2 separate regions of the Mus musculus genome follow, and region 2 is linked to region 1. The links are chromatin contacts, called in public HiChIP or PLAC-seq maps. All regions are on one chromosome and are shown on one strand. The core of a region is the stretch at or near the end of the contact, and the rest is flanking DNA. Distances in the headings are between cores, read along the strand shown.

The links. HiChIP or PLAC-seq counts read pairs in DNA pulled down with a chosen protein or histone mark.
Region 2: a contact with region 1 is called in an H3K27ac HiChIP or PLAC-seq map of microglia, with 5 times the contacts expected there. The contact joins two enhancer-like sites. A contact is called at or near these places in 4 of 484 Hi-C or Micro-C datasets (the N1E-115 cell line, cerebellar granule neurons, cerebral cortex and 1 more), 4 of 115 datasets of contacts at active chromatin or transcription factors (embryonic fibroblasts, embryonic limb bud, microglia and 1 more) and 1 of 9 other capture datasets (adipose tissue).

Annotation. Positions count from the first base shown.
Region 1 is chr2:4,316,131-4,320,921 of GRCm38.p6, reverse strand. The region is part of intron 1 of Frmd4a (FERM domain containing 4A); the gene reads right to left. Among named protein-coding and RNA genes, the nearest start is that of Gm23691, 63 kb to the left of the region's middle. Within about 2 kb of position 2,576, at least 63 of the 459 cell types and tissues checked have an H3K27ac peak or open chromatin away from gene starts, as enhancers often do. A contact at or near this core is called in the N1E-115 cell line, adipose tissue and microglia, where this site is marked.
Region 2 is chr2:4,567,283-4,572,120 of GRCm38.p6, reverse strand. The region is part of intron 13 of Frmd4a (FERM domain containing 4A); the gene reads right to left. Among named protein-coding and RNA genes, the nearest start is that of Gm13179, 25 kb to the left of the region's middle. Within about 2 kb of position 1,575, at least 92 of the 459 cell types and tissues checked have an H3K27ac peak or open chromatin away from gene starts, as enhancers often do. A contact at or near this core is called in the N1E-115 cell line, adipose tissue and microglia, where this site is marked.

The DNA.
Region 1 (4,791 bases), core at 1,327-3,826:
CACCTCTCCCATGTCTTGCCAATGTCTGACACAGGACACAGGGATTCTATAAGTGAAACATTTACTTAATCTAAGGCCTGACATATCCCTGAATTCCCAAGAGGTCTTTTCCCTTCACTTGGGGTAAATAAATCAAAGATCATCTTCCCTGAAACTGAGGCAACTCTGCCATTGGGGAAACGATCAGATATGTAAGAATAAAAAGAGACGGAATGGTCTTCAATTCACAAGAAAATGTCACTACTTCTGCTCAGTCACTCCACGAGAGCATGTGGTCATCTATACGAACAGCAGTACATTCAGCCTTGCTTGATTAGCTGTAAAACATACAGAAGATTGATGTGTTTTCCTTTAAAAAATGTCTTTGTGTGGAGCAATTGGATTCAAAGTTCCACAGAAGCAGAAAGGAATTGGACAGGATGTCAGCTATTTTCCCTAAAGGAAGTACCACAGGCAACAGTTTCTGATTTGGAGACTGCTGGGGTACTTAAGAACTAAGTACCGTCAGCAAATGTCTCTTAATAAGGCAGAATCAGTGCCTCACTGTCCCATAGCTAGAACTGCACTTCTCATAAATTAGCCACTGGTGATAGACAGGTCTAAAGAAGTCTTAGGACTGGCCATTCTGTTCACTGTGACGGAGGCCATGTTCCTGTGGGCTGGTTCTGCTCAAGGTCAAGTTGGATGGTCAAGACAGCACATCCCAGCAGCCTACAACAGTTTTTAGAGTTAGATGTTACAGGCTGCTTCAGGCTGTAGCTCCATCAAAATAACTTTAAACACAGGTGGGCTTCAGGGAGTAGAGATGAGCGGTCTAGAGTAGACAAGGGACAGAGTCTGTGGCTCCAGCAGACTGCACCATGTTGAAGAGCAGGAAGCACACCAAAGCCCATTGACTTGACCCAGATGTAGGAAAGAAACTACGAGTTATCCAAAGCCACGAGGGTTTCCAGCATACCTTAAGGCAGTGACTTCAAAGCTGTAGAGTCGGCTATTGTTGCCTGCTCAAGTCAGCCGAGCATGATCTGCCTTTCCCATGGCCTCTTGGTGGATGGCTCTAGCTGTGCATCAGAACCACCTAGAAGCTTTCTACTTGAACCCATCCCTGGGGATTCTGACGTTACTGTCATGGGGAAGGACTCGGGATTCCTTATAGGCACCTTAGGGTTTCTATTATAGAGCTGAGGAAGAGAATCACTGTCCAATAGATCTCAAGGTCACTGTATGTTACATGAGTTCCTCTCACTCATGGTGTTGAAGTTTTCTGCCAGCCATGGGGACACTCAGAGTTGCCTGGAAACTGCTAAAACGACTCTGAACTTTCTCATATGTGACTCAATAGATTCTTGCTAGGATTCTAGAGTTCTTGTTTCTTTTCTACTTGTGTGTATGAATGTATGTTCATGTGTGTGCAGGTGCATATTAAAGTGTGTGTGTAGGCCAGAGGAAAAAAAAAAACCTCAAGATTTGTCCTTCAGGAAATACCCCAGGGGCTGTTCACCTTGTCTTTTGTGATAGTCTCTTACTGGCCTGAAGCTATGCAAGTAGGCTAAGCTGGCTGGCCCATGAGCCCTAGGGATCTGGCTGCTACCATCTAACCATTGATAAGATTATAGGAGTATACCACCATGCTTAGCTGATTTTACATAGGCTCTGGGAGCCAAACTCAGGTCCTCATGTTTGCAGGACAAATCTTTACCAACTGAACTATTCAACAATTCCTCCTTTGTTTGTTTGTTTTTATTTGAGACAGGATCTCATGTAGCCCAGGCCGACCTCAAAATCTATATGTAACTGAAGATGAACTTGGATTATATGTATATACCACCATGACTAAATCATGCAAGGATAGGCAGAGCCTGCAGCTCCACGAATGCTAAATGAGCACTCAACATCCTCAGCCCTAAAGGCTCCTCCTCCTCCTCCTCCTCCTCCTCCTCCTCCTCCTCCTCCTCCTCCTCCTCCTCCTCCTCCTCCTCCTCCTCTTCTTCTTCTTCTTCTTCTTCTTCTTCTTCTTCTTCTTCTTCTTCTTCTTCTTCTTCTTCTTCTTCTTCTTCCTCTTCCTTCTTCTTCTTTTTTTCGAGACAGGGTTTCTCTGTGTAGCCCTGGCTGTCCTGGAACTCATTTTGTGGACCAGGCTGGCTTCAAACTCACAGATACCTGCCTCTCTCCTAGGTGCTGGAACTAAAGGCATGTGCCAGCACACCTGGCTTATTTGTGTTACATTCCTGCCTTTACAGTCGTCACTCACTTTTTTTGGGGGTTTTTCGAGACAGGGTTTCTCTGTGTAGCCCTGGCTGTCCTGGAACTCACTTTGTAGACCAGGCTGGCCTCGAACTCAGAAATCTGCCTGTCTCTGCCTCCCAAGTGCTGAGATTAAAGGCATGTGCCACCACCGCCCGGCTAAAGTGGCTTCTTAATGATATCATATTCTGGTCTATAGGATGCTCAACATTAGCAATGAAGCCATAAAAGGACAGTGAGTGAGTCATTCTCTCCTTTGTCCACATGGACTGGAGGACTCCAGGCCAGAACACTGAGATGAACATTTCAACTGTTTTGGCAGGAGTGATTCATCCATGGGTCACAGACTCATCTATCCCTTGACTCTTGTCCCTGACCACAAGGAAACCACAGCCTTATACACCCAGTTCTTTATCTCTGAGCTCAAAGAACACAAATGTTGCTGATCAGGGGACCCGACTTCCTGTCATTAAGGAGGACATCCTACCACTTAACAGCAAGATCCTAAGCCAAGCCAAAAGCCTGATGATTTGGGCGTTTGATTCCCACCTACAATTAACTAGGTCACAGCTGTAAGGAAAGAGGAAAAAAGAATTACACCCTAAAGCAAGAGGACTTACTGTCATCTGTGACTGCAAAACAAACACTTAGGGCTTCCCTTCCCCTCCTCTCCATGCAACAAAAACAAGTATATTGGGGACAGGATAAAAAAATGATATGGAAAGACTATGGAAATGTCTCAGAGGGTAAGAGTGCTTGCCGTGTATGCATAAGGACCTGCGTTCAGACAAATTCCCAGCACACGCATAGAAGCGGGGATCTGAGTGTCTCCAATTGAGAGTTGGAGGACAGAGACCACGAAATCTCAGCCAGCCATGAATCCAGCCAGCTCAGTTGAAATGGAGAGCTTCAGTCTCAGGGAGAGACCATCTTAGGGAATAAAGGGGAGCCTCACAAAGCAGAACAACCAATGTCCATCTGAATTCTGTGCACATGCTAAGACGTGTACACACACACAGAGGCACACATGCACATTCACACATACACACAAGCATACAAGCACGCATGCATGCACGCAGTTAGGAGCTAACGTGACAGCTTGCTAATGTGTAGTCTCAAGCCTACTTATTTGGTATTTGTTCAATATACAGAGGAGATGAATATATGCAAGCACAGTCTGCTTCTAATCTGTGTTGAGGACTTCTGTAAGATTAGACAGAATCTGGAAAGATCCACGATTGCTTTTGAAAATTCCGGAGTTTTCTGGGCTTTAGATGGTTTAGGTCTGTATGGTTCCCTCCTACTTTGGCTCATAGGAATGTCTCCTAGACCTTGGTGGGCACTAGAGAGGGAGGGAACACTCTTAAGTGTCCACAGTATCCAAGGAAGTAATGCATTTCAGAAAGGGCCACCTCAGTGTGCTGAGTCCCTTCTGGTTACCTATGACCACCAACCAGCATCGTGGATTTTATTTGTCATGGGGTGAGTTACACAGTTGCTACTGATCTCATCCTGAATGGTCATATAAGCTAGTCATAGTAAAGATAATTATTGATAGTTGATGGAGAGAGAGAGAGAGAGAGAGAGAGAGAGAAAGAGAGAGAGAGAGAGAGAACAATGATTTATGTGTGATATTTGAGACCTTGACCACTTTAAAGCATCGTCTGTAATCCCCAGCCTACTTGGGAACCTGTGAGAAATCTGTGTTTGACAAGATCCCAAGTGACTCCTTCATACATAGAAAACACTGCTTACCATAGCAGCCTAGGGTAATGACTTTCAGAAACTTTGCTTTTAGCTATGACAATCTCTGCCCCCACCCCCAAGTAACTTTAGTAGAGATAGATCTCACAAGCACAGGGGGCAGGGGTCTGAGTCTTTTCTGCCCCCTAGTGGCATATCCATCTCCACCAGTTCTTCCAGTACTCTGCTGCTCTGGGGGTGTTACGGGCCCCATAGGTCCTTCCTCCTTCATCTCCCCTCTCTCCCTCTGCTCTGGGGGTGTTACGGGCCCCATAGGCCCTTCCTCCTTCATCTCCCCTCTCTCCCTCCTTCCCTCCACTCCTCCCTCCCTCCCTTCCCTTGAGTCATGCAGGTGATAGAACACATGGACTCAAGCATGCTAGACAAACGTTCTATCAGTGACCCACACCTCAGCATCAAAATTAGATTTGCATCCCCAGTAATAAATAAATATGTGAACACACAAATACCTAAGTAAATAGGGCCAACCAATCAGACATATGAAACAAAGAGTTCAAGTTCAGATTCCAGGAACAGATATGGGGGGATGGGTAAGAAAACAAACAGGGAAGGAAGGCCCTTAATATATAGAAAATATAAAATAAAGAGACCGAGAAATGGAAGTGGCCCCACAGTGAATATCATAGAGAGAACACAGGACAGCAGTTATGTTACATTGGGGTTTTAGCTCGACAACCACGAGATACATGAAAACATCCATGTTTATCATAAATTAAACTCTATGCATGTGTATATGTTGCTGGGACTGAACGAACACAGGGCCTCATGCACACGACGCAAGTG
Region 2 (4,838 bases), core at 326-2,825, 250 kb before region 1:
TGTTCCTAAATATAAGCCAGGGAAGTTACCACCTACTACAGAGTGATGCACTGGAGCCAAGGAGACAAGCTGTGTGCACAGCATCCTCTCCCCTCCCTCTAATTCCTTCCCCTTCCTCCCCTTTCTTCTCTGCTCGACAGAGCAACAAATGAAAAATTGTGTCAGGCCAGTAATCCTAGTTACTTGGGGGAGCTGAGGCAGGGAAATTATAAATTTACAATCTGACTGGGCCAATGAACAAGTTCAAAGCCAGTTCGGGTGACTTAGTGAGATACCTGTTCTAAACATAAAAAGTAGAATGAAGAGGTATAGGTCATGGTAGAGCACTTTGTTAGTGTGTACAAGATCCTAGGCTCAACCCCTAGCAACATGCACACACACACACACACACACACACACACACACACACACGCACGCACGCACGCACGCACGCACGCACGCACGCACGCACACGCACACGCATGCACATACATACAAATAGTTGTGACTATACTTATTTGTGCTTAAGCAAGGAGGAGAAAATGAATTCCTAGCTTTATGAATGGCAGATGAAATATGTGAAACAAATTCATAAAATAATAAGTTTAGAAGTTATTCAGCATCTTCAGTTATTACCCATGTGATCAGGGAAAGTTTCGATGGTAGGATACTAGCATCCTACATGTGTAAAGACCGTATACACAAGACAGAAAGCTCTTGAATACTCAGGTCCTGCCAAAAGCTTTGTCACAGATTTGCTTCAATTTTCATTGATTAAATCTATGAAGATTCTAAAGTCTTCATATTGCAATTCAAATTCCATTCCATGTTGTATGCAGGTCAACTAACCCTACTGGGCTAATAGTCATAGCTGATGAACAGAGCCCACAAACCATTTTGTTTCCAGTTTACAATTTCATCTCTAAAAGTGATTTTTTTTTCCAGGAAGGCCATCTACGTTAGTGACATCTTTTGCAATGTGAAAATGCATTGTATTTCCTTTCTATAGACATTATTTAACATTTTGTAATTTGTTGCTGTTGTTTTAGAAATCAATGTCTTTATGATAGCATACACATCATGAAAACCACTACAAATTATAATCTAAGCAGACCCTGGCTCTCTGTGGTGGAGCTGAGGTGCTCAGTGGGGACCTGCTGCCTGAGAGCAGGTCTTTCCATACCCACAAGGCTCCATACAGATTCTGACAGCCTTGGTGAGGCCTGCACACCACTGTCCCCTCTTCCTGATTTACAGGCTTCCTCCTTTGCTCGGGGGCTGTTATTTGTCTCACAGAGGCTATCTGGGCCCTTCAGGCCTTGCCCTTCCTCTGGCCTGTTGTTGTCTATCCTGATGGAAGACAGTGACTTCCGGTCAGAAGAAGCCCCTAGACTTTTGCTCTCGAGTTGCTCACCCGATGTGAACTGTCTTCCTCCGCCCCTCCTTCTCCCACATTGGTGCTTTGACTTTGGCCTCCTCTTTCTTACATTTAGAATCTGGTCAACTTCCTCAGGTTAGGGCCCCCTTGTTCATAAACAAGTCCGGCTGCCAGGCTTGGCAGCCTTCTGGCTGTAGCAGGAAGCAGGAAGGGCTTTCTATTTCATGTGCACTCTACATATCTACAGCACCCATCTGGTTGTGCTTTATCCTTCAGGCGAGCAGGGCGAGCACAATCCATTACTTCCTCTCTTTCAGCACTGTTCATTACTAAGATCTGTGTTTTCACAGAAGCAGCTCACACTTGAACAACTACAGAGCAGCACCTCACCAAACCCATGTCGCACAGCGGCAAGGGCCCAGGAGCTCCTCCTGGTCACTCACTGTTAGACTCTGATCCTTCACCTCTCTGATCCTCCGATGCCTGTTTATACCATGGGGATCTTCAAGCTCACACCAGAGCTGGGATGAGGGCCATGCCAGATTCTCTCTATCAAGACCATTGCAATAGGAATGGGATATAAATCGGAATCTGGATGTAACTTTATGAATGAGGTTAGATTGATGGCTTTACTTGACATTTTAAGGATCCCATTAATGATATGGAAATCCTCAGACTAGCTCCCTTCCCACCTCCCCACTCTCCTGTCCACCCTGCCCCCTTACATATCAACCTCACTGGCAGAAAACCAAAATACAGAAGCAGCAACAACAGACCGTTTTTTTCTAATATAATCTAGATTCTGGTAACTTTAAGAACTTTCTGGAATGGGCCTATCACAATGACCTAACACTCCCTGGAGATTCTCTTCTTGCATAGCAAGGTCTCTGAGCCAGCCCCAGAGCCTCTAAACATCCTAACTGACCACTCAATTAGGTGCTGATGTTCGGTGAGGAAGCCTTAATTTGTTCTATAATGCTATTTATTTTAGAAGGAATAAATGACAGACTGGATGAAGAATGATTAAAAAAATAAAAGATTAAGGAGGAAAGATGTCTGCACATTAACCGCAGAGCGCACCGCTCTGAGGTCAGAGGAAAAGCATCCATCAGTTCCTCTGAACAATGTGAGCTTTCAAAGACTTTCCCCTAAAGTCTATAAGACACTCTTTGGTTCCAGGATGCAAAGGTCACGGGATCCTTTTGACAGCATCTCTGATCTTTAACATCAGCAGATATACGTGATCAATTATAATTAGTGTCTACAGAGCCAGCTTCCCTCCACTCTGCCTTTGACAGTAGAATGTTCCCTTCTTGTACATGTCTGGGGAGCCAAAGGAAGAAGAGGAAGAAGAAGGGAAGGGAAAGGAAGAAATGCAGAGAGAGCAGAGGGAGAGAGGGGAGGCTTTCAAAGTGATTTGCATACTGACTCTGAAGAAGAGTAAGCTGATGTCAGGGAGGAGACCCGTGAGCTGTCTTGGCTACTGCTCACGCTGACTCAAACCACTAGACAGTACTTGTTTCTCTGGGTTTGATAAACATCACTTGGGAGGCCTGAACTATGCTGGGAGCTCTTCAGAGAAAGGAATGGTTGGCATGGCCCCATACAGTAGAATGCCAAGCCTTGCCAGGATGCCAGCCCACACTGGCTGTCCAGAAATATCTGAAGCTTCCCATCCCAGACCTGCTGACACTCACTCGCACAGTCCATGGTGCCCACCAAAGATGGGCCACATGACATCTCAGAAATGAACCATGTCACAATGTAATTCCTACCGAGTGTTTCGCCATCTCTGATTTAATGTGGGGCTTCTCAGAAAGTTTAAACTCCATGCAGCATTAGACAAGGGAATGGGTTAGCTTAATCGTGATGTTAATAAAACACAATTTTCTTAAAGTAAAACTATTTCCTAAAGAAATTTCATAAACATCATGTCACTTCACTGACTACTAATCTGGGTCAGGAAGTTCCTTTTCTGTTCTCTAATTAGAGAAAGCAAAACCGTGTCCTAAGACACCTACCCAGGTCACGGAGCTAGAAAATAGTCATCTGATGTCCAAACGGAGGGGCTTGGTCCTCACCTGTCTGTAAGGCTAAAGAATTGACTCCTAAATGACACAAAGGGCTAAAAACAAAGCTCAGTGGTAGAGAACTTGCTTAGCAATAACATCTTAGGTTCCTAAAACCACAAGAAAACAAATGTTTCTTGCCTGATACATAGCTAAGGCTCTTGTGGCCATGTAAAGATTCCTTGGTAAAATTCTATTCCTCTGGGACTTCGGCTACTTGTCCTTCAGAGTAAACAGAAAAGGACAGCTGAGAGCTTCCTCAAGCTTTTGGCCTTTGGTCTTTTTTTTTTTTTAGGCAGTCTCACTAAGTAAGTAACCTTAGCTAGTCTAGAACTTTCTATATAGATTAGGCTTGCCCTGAAGAAGCAGTCTCCCTGTCTTTGCCTCTCAAGAGCTAGAATTACAGGTTTGGGCCACCTCCTATAGTTGGGTCTCTCTCTTGCTCTCTCTCTCTCTTTCTCTCTCTCTCTCTCTCTCTCTCTCTCTCTCTCTCTCTCTCTCATAATTTATTTTTATTTTATGTGCATTCTTCTATTTCCTGCATATACATCTGTGTGAGATTGTCAGACGCCCTGGAACTGGAGTCAGAGGGAGTTATGAAGTGCTATGTAGGTGCTGGGAACTGAACCCTGATCTGGAAGAGCTGCCAGTGTTCTTAACCACTGAGCTATCTCTCCAGCCCTTGGTTTGTCTCTTAATAATGCTTCCTGTTAAAAAAGGATTGGTGATCATTTCTTCCTGGGCTTCGCTTACTGTATCCATTGTGGCTAACTGGAAGTCTACTAAAGACTTCTCATAGGCATTTGTGTGTGTGTGTAAAGAACCCCAAGAATAGACTACTTGAGACACTCAGGAAACTGAAAACAAACACAAAAAACAACCAAAAAAACCCCAAAACAAAAACCACCAGCCTGGGGAAGAGGACCAAGCCAGCCGCTGACACTACACTATCCTGTGGGTGACATAGGCTACTTCCTGTCTCCATTGCAAACTATGGCATTAGAATTTGAGGGTGGGGTAGGATTCTACCCTTAAGAGTCACGGACACTGGGAATTCAGGAGAAACATTCCATCTTCCAACCGTTATAACCCACCCATGTTTGTGGGTGTTGACCTCTAATGCTATCTACCAGAGAGCAAGGCACCAACCCCCACCCACTGTCTCAACATCTACCATGAGTCAAACCCCCGTGGCCCTGTTTCTTTTGACCTAACCAAGCTTCACAGGCTTGTGCTAAGGCCCGTCGCCACTAGACGAGTGTAGGATACACTCATGATTTCCAGCCACAAGAACACCACACACACCTTCAGACTTGGTCACCCCAAAAGGGACTAAATAAAGGGGTCAGAAAGACTAAAAAAAACCCAATAAATTCTTTACAAAGCAGATGGTGGCTGTGATGGGGACAGGC